Regions from separate parts of the Mus musculus genome. Here regions 1 and 2 are each linked to region 3. Evidence: chromatin contacts called from public Hi-C and HiChIP or PLAC-seq data. All regions are on one chromosome and are shown on one strand. Each heading gives the region's core, a stretch centred on a gene start, on an enhancer-like site or on the middle of the called end of the contact. The rest is flanking DNA. Distances are from core to core; before and after follow the strand shown.

Region 1 (4,750 bases), core at 959-3,458, 620 kb after region 3:
CACAATTCCAGTTCCCAGGCATCCACAAGTGATGCTCATAAACTCACACAGAGGCATACACATGCACACATACACATAATTTTTAAATCTTTTTTTAAAAAAAGACTAAAAAAATAAATAAATAAAAATTAAGAGCCAAAACTTCACCATCCTAAGACAGCCACTGCCTTCACTGAGGTGTCTCTTGAAATGAACACACTGTGAATACCATGTAATGACTTTTTTCACCAGTGCTCCCTTCCCAGTCTCTAGAATCTTTTACTGGCTTGTTATTAAACTAATAAAGGAACCATACACATACAAATCAAGAGGAGAAAAGCAAAATATACGTACTTCAGAGATTCTGTCAAATGAATATAGGCTGCCCCATGGCCTTTACTAACTTTGTGTGTGCCGGACAGACACCACGTCTTAACTAACATCAGCAGGAGTAGGGAGGGAACCTGGCCTGTCTCGCTTTCCTTACAATACATTTATCATTTCCTTGGATTTTCATTCCTGGATTAGTGCCATTTGTGGTTGTTTCACACCCAGAAATCATTATCAACAGACCTGAGGAAAGGCAAACAAAAAGATGAGAGGTAAGTTGGCTATGGGGGAAAAAAACTGTCTGGTATGCTTAGCATATATCTATTAAGGAGTCCAAATGTCAGTGTTGGCCTTTGTAAAACTAAAGAGAAAAAATATCAAAAATCAAACAAGCCGGGTGTGGTGGCACACGCCTTTAATCCCAGCACTCGGGAGGCAGAGGCAGGCAGATTTCCAAGTTTGAGGCCAGTCTGGTCTACAAAGTGAGTTCCAGGACAGCCAGGGCTACACAGAGAAACCCTGTCTCGAAAAAACGAAAAAACAAACAAACAAAAAAAAATTCTATTTTCTGAAATGTGTGAGAAGGGGAAAAGTGAAAACCGATCATGATGCTGTTTCACACAGAAGACATGGAGCCTTAAAACTCTCTGCAAGCTAATTCATGCTGGCAGAGAATGAAAATAATCTCACAAAGTCGGGGGTATGCCTAGCTAGGAGGTGGGGTTACCAGACAAGATCCAAGAGGACATTCCGTTGAATTTTAATTACAGACCAATAAAAATTCTTACCTGTTCATAATAAATACAAACATAACAATTTAATTTTTGACACTAAAACTCCCATTCCCAGAGCCTGTCTCCAGGTTGGGAGGAGCTTCACCCTGGTCCCATCGCAACCATAGGCTCTACATAAGCAAGTGCAGTACCAGGTCGTGACTTAATTGAATAGATGCCTAAATCAAGACACACACACACACACAAACAGACTGGTCCCAGCATTCCTTAGCACCTTCATTTTCCTTGTAAGGACTTCTTAGCATCCCTTTACCCTACAGCTGGACCCAAGGGCTTAATGAAAGTTGGGTCCCATGAACAGCTATGAAGATCGCTCACCAGTCTGACAGCTTTTCTAGGGCAACAACCATGCCCTCTTGTTTTCAAGTGCTTCCTACCTCTCCGTACAAACTGTGGTTTCATCCGTTACAGGTCTTTTCCCTATGGTAGTTCCATGTGGGGAAAAAAAAAAAAACATCTTTTAATACATGGTCCTGTGCAGATAGGTGAGCAGGGACTGACCGGCACACACACTCACTAACTTTGGCCCGCATGAGTTTAGGAATCAGATAAATGTTTCACTCCTGCTCAGGAAGTAGCTGGGTCATGAAATCAGATATGGGAGGATGTTGGTCCATGGGAGGGCCCTCACAATAGGGACTGTGAGGAGTGGGGGAGACGGGCTTGCAAGTCTGCCCTGGGGGTTGGTGTGCAAATATGGACAGCCAGAGGAAGTCTTGGCCTCCAGGTGTGAAAAATGTCCCTCTTGGAGATCAAGAGTTCAGCCAAAGTTTGTTGAGTTGCTCTGTGAATTTTAAAGAGTAAAAAGTGACCTGGGGAACATTTCTGATGAACTTTCCTTAATGTGGTTATCCCGTGGTTAAAATTATAACAGTTTCTGGGAGTGAGCCTAACGAGTCAACACACTGAATTCAGAAAATGTCTCCTGATTGCCAGAGAGTGGGCTCTGTTTTGCCTAACCCCATGCTTTGCTCGAGGTAGGTTCGTAGCAAATGCTAGCTGAATGCCCTGAAACACACAAATGAGTAGTTGGGGGACAATCCATTCTTCTTGGGCCTCTGAACCTAGAATCAGAAAGCAGGAAGCAAACCCCAGAGCAGACAGGGCTTTACCACACACGGGTCTTGTGATCTGCACTCCGTGACCTTCAGCTGCTGTGGCTGCGGATGGGATAATACATCGCCTTAATAAGCAGTTTGGAAGAGCAAGGGCGATTTCGTATCTGAAAGCCCTCTGTGATTGACAATAGGCTGTTGTACAGATCTAAGATAATCAGAAAGGATTCCAAGCCCAGTTCTCCTCCACCTTTAGCTGTGCGATCTTGCTCAAGATAGTTAACCCACCCAGACTTCTCATCTGCACACAAAAGGGACGTGAGGCCTATGCACTTGAAAGAGCCAAGATGACCTTTCTCCTCCTGTTATTTTCTTTCCCCTGGGATGTCATTCTCTGTGTTTTCTAAACAGACTAGTACATTAACTAGGTGATATGTGAGCCCTTGATGTGCCTGTGATTATTATTATTTAATGACACTCATTAAAGCAGGCTGACTTCTGATTGGCCATAGATCTCACTCACACACACACACACACACACACACACACACACACACACAGCAGCTGCGGTGGCCTCTCAGGACTGCTTCCTTATCAGGACCCTGCCACCCAGGTGTTTCCTCATCTTAGAATCCACCCTCTAGGTTTCCTCAAATTGTGTCTTTCAGATGGTACCCACCCTGACCTGGTGAGTGACAGGAAGTACTTCAGAGTGATGGCCCCAGCCACCTCTCAGGAAAAACACAGTGACCTCCCACACCCAACCTCCACTTTCAGGGCCTCTGATAGAAGCAGAAGCTTCCAGAAACAGCCATGAGTCCCATATATTGTCTCTAAGACCTGTCTGTCTAAAATAGGAAGGTTGATTTTTGGCTTTGATTTTTATTTTCTTTTTAAGACAAGTTCTCATATAGCCCAGGCTGGCCCTGAGTCAAGGATAGCCCAACTGTGATGTTCCTACCACCACAATACTGGGATTACAGGCTTGTGCCATTCAAGCCCAGTGTGTGTGGTGGTAGAGAACAAACCCATGGTTTCCTGCATGCTAGGTAAGCACTCCACCTACTGAGCTACATCCCCAGCCCCTGGTGTGTGTGTGTGTGTGTGTGTGTGTGTGTGTGTGTGTGTGTGCGCGCGTGCGCACGCATGTGTACATATTTTTAAAACTCCTAAATAGTGTGCTGACTTACACCACTCATGCATGCTCTTTATTATGCACCCTCAGTCTCCTTTGGAAGATGTCACACTACACTTTCAGAGACATTATAGAAGGTTTGTCTGTCAGTGCCAGGTCAAAGCCCCACAGGTTAGGGTCCCAGAGAGGATCACACCAAGAGTCCCAGTACCTCCCTCTCACTTCTATGGACGTGCTGGGACCTCACATCCCAAAGTCCTGGGACCAAGTCTCCTGGCCTTATCTTTTCTTTTCACTGAGCCTCCATGCTTGTGTCCACCATGTGGACAGCTTTTAAGCCCCTCTCACAAAGCCTGGTGCTTGAGACAAAGTTAGCCAGGTTCTGCTCTTTGTCCACATTTCAACAACTCTTCTGCCTGATATTAAAAATAGCTTTGTCTGGTCGAGTGAGATCAGGCCAGGAGACAGGCGCCTGCTGTTCTAATCTCAGCCTCACAAATAGCTCTTGATGCGCTTGAGTTTCCCTCAGCACCTTCAGGGGCTCCGACTGCAACAGGGGCCTGCTTAGTTACCTCTGAAGGTGAGATTCCTCTATGCTGCTCCTGAGGTCCACAAGAGGCCTGTGCACGTGCACACACACACACACACACACACACACACACACACACACACACACACATTCCTGTTACGGACCTTTTTGGTGCCTCAGAACTAAGCCGCCATTGAGAGCATTCACCACACTCCGGGTATCCTATATTTCCCAGGCCAGAACCTACAAAAGCGTCCCTTGAGAGTTAAACTCAAACATCTATAGTAAACAGGCTGCCCCTCCCTGTCTGCCCCCTCCTCCATTCCCCACCCCTAATTCCACCTCCCTGTCTTTCCCCCAAGCCCATCTTGTACTCTGTGAAAAACCATAGACCCTTTGGTTGCCAAGGGAACCAAGCCTTTCATTCTGTTCCAGTGACTGGCTGGTTGGGGCTGAGGGGTAGGGCAACAACTGGTGCCCAGACCTTTGGAGCACACACACCCCCTCACAATGCCCCCCTTTTTTTCAAAGGAGGAGGGGTGGATTGCACCCCAGTTGCTTTTTCACCCAAGCCCAGCTGGGTGAGACAGAGCCCTTGGGCTCTCAGGAGTTCCTTGGCTGCCACTTCGGGGGGAATCCATGCTCCCCAGGCCCTTCTCTGGCCCTGGCCCTTTCCAGAGGACAATAGCCTCCACGCAAGGGAAAATTCCATCGCCCAGGGTTCAAGTCTCCAAGGAGTTGCTGGGGCCTCTGTTTAGCCTAGAGTGGGCTCTGAGGAGCCGCTGCAGCTGTCTGGCTTGTTTCCCCCTCTTGCTGTGTTTTCTCTTTAACCCCTGAGCTGCCAAGGGGCTGTTTTACCCCAACCCCCAGACAGTGCCTGGGAACTAAGAGAGGAAAGAAATAAGGCTTTGTTCCCTGGGGGAACTAA
Region 2 (4,345 bases), core at 1,141-3,640, 580 kb after region 3:
GGGTATTCATCGTCATCTGGGGCAAGTCTGACAAGACCTGCGAAAGCATGAAACCTTAGTTCAAAAAAAAAAGGGGGGGGCCATTGAGGGAGGTTTAGCAGAGGTAGAGGAAAGAGAATAGGCAGGGCAGAGAAGACAGTCTCTAAACTGTGTCTGGGGTTCACCTCCCAGAACCAAGAGTATCTGGAAAGATGCAAAGAAGATAGGGCAAGCAAGTGGTTGGTTAAGAGTGCCTTTTGTCTGAGTTGAACAGGGAGGGGAGTTTCCTAAGTAGGAAAGGATTGTGATTGGTAATGATTCTGAGAGCTGTGCGGATGATGACTAGGGAGAGCAAGGTTGGAGACTATCCGGACAACGGGCAGTAACATACACCAGGCCCCTCTCTGACTCCTCTTCATCCTTAGACATCATGGTCCTCAAGTAGCCAGGCCCTCTCATCCATTGAAAAAGTGTGAGCCAGGCTTCTGGCTGGGAGACGTTAGTAGGTCTATACATCCTGCCCTGCCTTGTGCTTCTTCTGTCTTCCTCCTCACGCCAGCAAATTGAAGAGAGGACGCTGCTCCAATGCAGATTAAAGAGAGGACACTATTCCAATTTCCAACATCCAAGCAACTGAAACATAAGAGTTATTAATGACTAGTTCCATCCAGATAGCAACTAAAATTCAAACCCATCACAGAGTCGCAGGTCCTGTGCTGGGTCTCCAAGGCTCTGTCTCCATGAAATCTAACTAACTAGGTGACTTTTCTTACCCAGAGGTCAGATACTTTTGCGAAGTACAAAGCCATGGATCTCTAGAAAGCCATTTGGTGGTCTCTCCAAAACCCACACTTCCAGTTCCAGTCGTCAAACACAACAAGCTAAAGAGAATCTCTTCCAACACTTTTCCGGGAAAGCCCAGACTTCAGAGTCCCAAAGCCAACAAGTCAGACTTTCCTGTCAAGAGGCAATCCCTCCCCATTCAACAGATACCTTTCTTCATTAAGCTAGTCCTGTGCTTTCTAATAACTTTTGCTTACACCACAAAACTGTCATAGGCTATGGAAACACAAAGGCCCTGAACCCCTGGAAGTCATTACTCCTTCCTTTAGCAATTGTTGAATTAAGCATCATAAATATGGTTCCCATCCTGCTCCCCGCCCCCCAACCCCCCCCCCATTGCAAGCACACTCATGTGCACACACACACACGCACACACACACACACACACACGATCTGCTGGACATATGTTCAGAAGAAAGTAGGGACGCAAGTGAGAAAAAAAAATTCCCATGTCCTGAGTCAAGAGCTTGAGAGCTTTAAAGACGCTGGGGTGGAGGGTGGGTGATGGCGTGCTGGAAATGGACTATCCATAGGATTTATAGCTTATATGTTTCACAAAGCTTTTCTTAACATATAAAAATCTGTAGCGTATGGCTTTTCCCCCCCTTTTTGGTATAGGGCAGTAAACAAGAGCTTTGAAAGGAGAAGGAAACCAGGAGAAAGCCGGCTCCATTAGTCACGCAGCTGCGTATCCTGTCACAAAGGACCCCAGTTGAGTAATCGCCCAAAATATGCCTGTTATTTTTTTTCTGTCAGAAAAAAAGGGGGGCTGCCAAAACGTACTGTACAAAAAAAAAAAAAAAAAGAAAGAAAGAAAAAGAAAAACCCAGCTGGCTTTTCAGCCCCCACCCCCGGGGGTGGGGGTGGGGTCAGAAAATAAAGAAGAAACAGGCATAGCTTGGAAGTGTTCTCCCTACTTGTCTTTGCAAGAAGAAGCTCTCAAACTGCTTGTGGCAATGGAGCCTGCAGGGCTGGAGGATTGGCTGGCTCCTTGGACATCTAGAGTCCTTGCATGCCATCATGGGGTTCCCAGATGTTAAGAAGGCAAAGGCTGCAGAAGAAGGCAGGAAGAGGCAAGAAGTCACCCAAGAAAGGGATCCTAGAGAGTGAATATGTCCTTTGAACATCCTTATGTGAGAGACTTCAGGGCTCCAGAGCGAATCTGTGGCAGTTCACACCCGTTCCGTTCCATGAGCCCTGTGTGAGCCCTGCAGGGGCCACTGACTTTCTCCCAGCAAGCACCGCTGCCGCACCGGCAGCTTTTCTGATGAGCTCAGCAAAACCGGCTTTGGCTCAGGCGTGAGCCATGCTTGCAGTGTTTGAAAGACAGATGGAACAAGAGGAGGAGTAGGAGGATATCTAACTTGGGGGGACAAGCTGAGGAACTGGGGCTCAAAATCCAGCAAGGGTGTGTACATCTGTAGTCTCAGCTACTTGGGGGACTGAGGCAGGAGGATTATTTGAGCATATAAATTCAAAGTTCAAACAGTGGGTGGGACGACACTCTGCAGTACACTCCAGTGAGTGACGCTTACCACGGAAGCGAAAAGCCCGAGTTCAAGCCCCAGGATCCACGTGGTAGAAGCAAAGAGCCAACTCCCACACAGCATCACACGTGCTGATAAATTTTGAACTGTATGTGAGTTTTAAATTTTTAAGAAAGAAGAGAGAAGACTTTAAGGGAGTGGGGAGAGGGTGCTCTAGAGGAAGACTGCTTTGATTGGAGCTGCCTACGACTTCCGGTGCGAAATTTCCTGGATCAGCTTTCCAAAGGGTGGCAGGCACCTGGTGAGGAGGCCAAACCACTGCAAAGGCGCTCTAAAATTTCATCCAGTCACCATCTTTATTCCATGCTCTTAATCCGTCGTCCTCAGGACTTGGAGGGCAGGGGCGATCAGTCCTAGTACAAACTGTACTCTCAAAAAGTCACACTTTTTCTCCTGCCAAGACTGTCGAGAGTCAGAGCTGTCCCCAAGAAGCGGGGCTTCTATCTCTATACCAGAAAGCTGTCTCCTTAAGAAAGGGAAGGACCAAGAATAAAAATGTGTATGAAAAATGAAAAAACTAAACCCCACTATCTTGTATACTAATTAAAAAATAAAGAAAAGGGAGGTAGGGTCTGCACCACCATATGGACATGAATAGCAGATGTGCTGTTCCTGTTCTAGGCTATCTGGGTTAGTCCTAGAGAAGACAGACAGACAGACAGACAGACATGTCCACGTGCGCACATGCACACACACACACACAAACACACACACACACACACACACACACACACATGGAGATGAGAAGTTTAGGAGACCTTCACAGGGATGTCTCCAGGGACCTGAGTCCTAGGTCCCTACAGATTGCTTTAGGAAAGCTCAGGGTTTTACAGAACCAGGACTTTAGCCCTGTACTGGCTAGTTTTGTGTCAACTTGACACAGCTGGAGTTATCACAGAGAAAGGATCTTCAGTTGAGGAAATGCCTCCATGAGATCCAACTGTAAGGCATTTTCTCAATTAGTGATCAAGGGGAAAGGCCCCTTGTGGGTGGGACCATCTCTGGGCTGGTAGTCTTGGTTCTATAAGAAAGCAAGCTGAGCAAGCCAGGTGAGGCAAGCCAGTAAAGAACATCCCTCCATGGCCTCTGCATCAGCTCCTGCTTCCTGACCTGCTTGAGTTCCAGTCCTGACTTCCTTGGTGATAAACAGCAGTATGGAATTGTAAGCTGAATAAACCCTTTCCTCCCCAACTTGCTTCTTGGTCATGATGTGTGTGCAGGACTAAGACAAGCCCCTTGAGGCTTTGGATCCCAACTAAGGCAGAGTCCCATCCAGCTCTGACCTTAGAACCAAAGTTCCGAGATAGCAGTGCATGGGCACCTAATCTCCATGAGGGACACACCTCAAATTGTAGTTATGGCCTCCTGCAGGGAACAGGCTCCAGGTTATGAGGCAAGAGTCTCTCCTTCCCCTTGTTTAATGATCTGCTAGGAAATTCAGACAATCCACTGGTCTTTCTATAACCAATGCCCCCTTCAAAGTTTGTCAGCTATAGTCAACTGTCACTTAACATTAGGGATCAGTTCTGAAGGGTAGAGCATTGCTCAGCCTTGTTGCTGTATGAACACAATAAAATGCATTGCACCTACGACCTAGATGGTTGAGGTCAGTCACTGACATGGCCTTCTGCTGTAATCCAGACACAGTGAGCACAAGTTGTCTGAGGCTGCTGCTACCATGGGAAAGGCATACTGTTTCACCATTAACACTTTTTGTTGTAGTTAGAAAGAGAGCACACTAAATATCTACAGTATAATAAGTAGAGTAAGTACATAAGCCAGAACAGCTGTTGACCATCATTATCAAACACTATGGACTGTACATAATCTGACTGGAGTACTTTCACACAACTGGCTGCATAGTGGGTTTGCTTATACCAATGTTACGGTACATGTGAGCAATATATGCACTTGGGTCTTAGTATGGCTGCTGTATCGATGGACGAGAGGAACTGCCCAGCTTCATTATAATTTGA
Region 3 (4,553 bases), core at 2,047-4,546:
TTTTCTCTTTCCACCACATTTTTTAGTACACACCCTCTTCCCTCTTCTCCGCTTTACTTTTGTTTCCTTGAGAAAGGAGAGCCCCCTTGAGAGCATAGAATAAACATTTCTTTGTGAAGTGTGACTTATTTATGCTTCAGGGCTTGTCAATGTATACACAATAGAGAAGGTGATGGAGGCTTCCAGGCATGCCAAGCCAGCGTTTTGTGCATGTTGGGGCCAAAGCGTTCTTTAAGAAGGCTGAAAACATTTTTAACAAGTCAGAACATTTTTACAATTTCCATATTTATCAAACATGTCAGGGAATGGAATTGTAAGGCCTTCCAGGGATTAACTGACTCTAGGGCTTGAATGGTTTTGTTAAGATGGAGGAAGCCACCTTCTCAGCACCAGTGATTTGCTCCAATAACCACAAGAGTGAGACTGTGGGTGAGCCCTGCAGGAGGAGAGGTAATCCTGAGGCGAAAATGCTCTTTGAATGGGGGCAAAAAAATCTTCCAACAGTGTGGCTCTTCCAACAGTGTGACTGACTCTTCCAACAGTGTGACTGACTCTTCCAACAGTGTGACTGACTCTTCCAACAGTGTGGCTCTTCCAACAGTGTGGCTCTTCTGAGGGAGCCCAGCAGATGGAAGTCGCTGCCCCAGAGCTTCTGCTTTATCAGTTCTCTGGTTGGTGGTTCTTGGTCTTTGACAGACACACGAGTGAAAAGGAACCAAGAGACATAGCCGTTCCCAAACAGGTAGCCATTGCTTTTTTGTACTTGGCAAAACATGCCAAAACTCACATTGTTTTCAGATGTCTGGGGTTCGACAGACTCTCGCTTGCATTTACAAACACTCTCCTTTGAATTTCAGCTCAGGAATATATTGGGTGGCATTAAGTTGGTGATGCATTTGCATGATACCAGAAGGCTGCCTTCGGAAGGTGATTACATCACACACGTGTCCGGAGCTGTCCTTGCTCTGTTTCCCTCCGGTTCTCTGACACTCAGCGTCTGCTTTCATTTCGCTGTGCATTCTCCTGCTTTTTGTTTTCTCTGCTTCTCTCATAATTGTACGTTTTTCATAATCAGCAGGCTTGGAAGGCCCTTACATATAGTTGTTGATGCCCCCTCATTCTAATATGGAGAGATTCGGGCCTCACGTTCTTTCTGTAAGATTTGGGAGTTATCTAGTTATGGAGTGATCCCCAAACCCATCATGGGAGCAGCACAAAGGCAGGCCAGACCCTTTGGTCTCTGAGCTGCATGATTAATATGCAACCCTGGGCCAATAGTTAGTTTTAAAGTTCGTGTTCAAATGGGTTTTCAACAGCTAAATCTAGAGCAAGCTTCTTCTAGAGAAATAAATAAGAAGAGAGAGAGAGTGTGTGTGTGTGTGTAAACATAAGGGTTTGTGACATGAGAAGCTCGGAGATGACGGAGCCCCAACAATGCTCCGAGGTTAAGTGTCACAGGTGACTCCCATTACAGTTGGTAGGAAAGGGAGAAGCACGTGCGACTTCATGAATGAGGATTAAACCATAAGCTTTTAAAGGATAGGGGAAAAAAGCTGTGGTGAAATATGGCGCCTAACTTGTTACTGCCTCTCAGATTGCAAGGGAGCATGCGAAGGGCTGGTTATTTTGTTGTTGTTGTTGTTGTTGTTGTTTTTCCCCACCTGCAGATTCCTTCATTTGTAATCCGGGGGGAAGCAATGCCAGCAGCCTCCAGCAAACAGTTCAGCTTGTGCCTCCAGCAGGGGAAGAATTTTGAGCAAATTGATGGGATTATTTTGAAACTAACCAGCCAGAAGTATTGGGCAATCGTAGCCCTGAATTGTTCAGTTCCAGAGAGGGTGGTACAGTCTGTTCACGTCACTCCATGAACCTATCTGGGTCCCCATGAGAATTTTCTTCTTTATGTCAGTCAATGTGTTCTTCAGACTGCTTGAAATGCCCCAAAGACAGAGTCTGATTCAAGTCCTTCATCTTATCTCTGATTTAGCTGGTCAGAACAGAGGTGATTGACAGTCATGCTGGCTTAGGTCTGTTTTTACATTCACATGTATTTGATTTTGGCATACAAAAAAAAAAAAAATCCATGGTTTTCTTTTTAAACTTTTGTCCTGGTTAGATTAAAACAGATAAGTCAGTAAATAATGATAACCTACCTCTCTTCTTTCTTTCCCTAACCTATGTCTGTCTTTCTTCCTTTCTTTCTTCCTTTCTTTCTTCCTTCCTTTCTTTCTTTCTTTCTTTCTTTCTTTCTTTCTTTCTTTCTTTCTTTCTTTCTCTTTTTCTTATCAGTTATTATAACTTAATTAGGGCATATTGATCACTAGTGGGGACACTGTTGCAATTTATGTGTTCAGTTGTCATCTATTGCAGTGGGTGCGGCTTGGTGAAGTTGAAAGGCGAGGGTGGATCAATGAGTCAAATTTTAAAACGCTGAATGGGTTGTTAGGCTGTGAAGCAGCCCTAAAGCTTGGGCTCCCGCTCGCTGTTGGGAAGCTCAGCGACATTTTAAGCACAGCTTTTGTCCTGAGCTTCACCTCTGCCACAGCGCCTTTTCCATAGGCGGGCTTGATTAATTCATTTCTGCTTTTGCTTCAGTTAATTCTCCAGTGTTCTGTATCTTTAATATACAATCCAGTATTGAATACTACTTTATGCCAAAGACCATTACCTTTGTAGGAAGCTAAAACTAAAGAAGACTGGGGAAGTCAGGAACGTTACATGTAGTTTTTCATATTGACTTGTGCATTCTGAAGCGGTCTGCTCACCTGCCTTTTAAATTACAGTCAAGAAGTAGAGCCTTCTCATGAGTAAATATTTGAAAATACATCAGTAATGTATTTATTGCTCCTCTACAGTAAATACTAATGACATGGGGACAGGCCTTGTGTTACATGGACTTGGAGAAACAAGAGGAAGACAGACAAACTGTCAGGGTGACAATATATTTTATTCATAACACTTAGAAAAATGATGAGTTTCAGAAATATATAAATGGGTTCTTTCTTTCTTGAAGTCCGGAAGCGGGCTTTCCTGTTTTCTTTCCTTGGTGATGCCCCAGGGGGTGCCTCAACTAGCCCTAAAGGTGCCCTGTGGGAATTTCAGCTCACACATCTCAGCATGAGGAAAGATTCTGGGGAAACGCTGGTTTATCATGTTGCTCTTTAGAGCATTGCTCCAAAAAACGTTTAAAACCATCTGTACACTTTCTGTGGTTTTCAGTATAAAAATGGTACTATTGATACTTGTCAGTGAATCAGACCTGGATACATTCTGTGGTTTTCAGTTTTAAAATGAGCCTAAGTATTGCAACTTCCCAGTGAGCAGGGTGACATGACACCAAGGCACTGCTTAAGCACAGCATTTATACTAAGTGCATTGCAACTTTTTGACGAAAAGGATTCAAGGATTAATAGTGTTATCGTATCTCTTTCATTTCCTTTTTCCTATTTCTTTTTGTCTCTGTTTCTCTGTGTCTCTTTCTGTCCATCTGTCTGTCTCTTTGTCTCTCTCTGCCTCTGTCTCTGTCTCTGTCTCTCTCTCTCTGTATGTGTGTGTGTAAGTAAATTTTTCTACTTACCCACAGTATTAAAAGACATTTCACATCTCATACTCAGCACAGGAGATTATTAAAACATCTAGCTACATAAATGAAGGCTGTATTTAGAAGTAAACCTAAAGTCTACTTGTGTCTGTGTGTGCAGTATACATGATCATTCTCTAAGACACTAAAGAGTAGCAATTGGGCAACTTTTGCAGAAGTAGAAGGACCAAGTATTAGAGAAGGAAAATAAGATTCCCCGGAAGAGCTATAGTCTCGTCCTTGAGGGAGCCACGGCTTCAAAGAGAGAAAGTTCTGTCAGTCTATACTTGCCAGGGCAGGAAATGCCCCCACTGGCTCCTCTTATGTGTAAAGTCTTGAAAAAAAATCAGTTATGCAAATAGTGATTATTAAAGAAAGTCATTTGCATGGTGGGAAACTTGAAAAGAATAAGGAAAAACAAAGAACAACTACCTGTTCCCAAGGTGAGTGCTGACTCCCATGGCACTTCATTCCCTCTGTTCTCTCTATTTTTGCTACTTGAATATGCACATGTAAATATGTAACTACAATTTACGAGGTCAATAAGTGCTCTTTTCTTTCTAATTTGTGTTATTGATCAAATTTTCAGACTTAGGGGCTCTGTGCATATATAGAAAAATAGGAATTTTTACTATGTTTAAAAGGTGATTATGATAAACACATACTCAGGAAAGGGGCTCCTGGGACCTAGGAAAGCATGAAGAAGTTTAGGCTCACAACAGCAGAGTGTGGGGTGGTGGCACGGACAGAGGTGAGCCTGTGTTGCCCACATCCTGGAACCCAAAGTGGTGGCTTTTTTGTCCTCTACACTGTGCTGTGAGGCTGTCAGGATACAGCTCTGGTTAGAGTTTAGCTGTTAGTTGCCCTAGCACTGCTCTACAGAGCACCAGAAGGACTGTGGTCTGACTTGGTGCGGCTTCCCTAGGAACAGGCTGATGGTTGATTTGGAGCCCACTGGAAGCCAACATTTCAA

What was found. A called contact is a pair of places that touch in the nucleus more often than the background predicts. HiChIP or PLAC-seq counts read pairs in DNA pulled down with a chosen protein or histone mark.
Region 1: a contact with region 3 is called in an H3K27ac HiChIP or PLAC-seq map of large pre-B cells, with 2.4 times the contacts expected there. The contact joins two enhancer-like sites. A contact is called at or near these places in 2 of 115 datasets of contacts at active chromatin or transcription factors (CD8 T cells and large pre-B cells) and 1 of 9 other capture datasets (embryonic stem cells).
Region 2: a Hi-C map of large pre-B cells shows a contact between it and region 3, with 2.1 times the contacts expected there. The contact joins two enhancer-like sites. A contact is called at or near these places in 2 of 484 Hi-C or Micro-C datasets (B cells and large pre-B cells) and 1 of 115 datasets of contacts at active chromatin or transcription factors (large pre-B cells).

What each region holds. Positions count from the first base shown.
Region 1 is chr12:80,058,258-80,063,007 of GRCm38.p6, forward strand. The region is part of intron 3 of Gm36660 (a long non-coding RNA gene); the gene reads right to left. Among named protein-coding and RNA genes, the nearest start is that of Gm36660, 25 kb to the right of the region's middle. RefSeq lists an enhancer at 1,708-4,750. Within about 2 kb of position 2,209, at least 95 of the 459 cell types and tissues checked have an H3K27ac peak or open chromatin away from gene starts, as enhancers often do.
Region 2 is chr12:80,012,436-80,016,780 of GRCm38.p6, forward strand. No RefSeq gene overlaps it. Among named protein-coding and RNA genes, the nearest start is that of Gm36834, 5.0 kb to the right of the region's middle. Within about 2 kb of position 2,391, at least 109 of the 459 cell types and tissues checked have an H3K27ac peak or open chromatin away from gene starts, as enhancers often do.
Region 3 is chr12:79,433,860-79,438,412 of GRCm38.p6, forward strand. The region is part of intron 7 of Rad51b (RAD51 paralog B); the gene reads left to right. Among named protein-coding and RNA genes, the nearest start is that of Rad51b, 140 kb to the left of the region's middle. Within about 2 kb of position 3,297, at least 55 of the 459 cell types and tissues checked have an H3K27ac peak or open chromatin away from gene starts, as enhancers often do.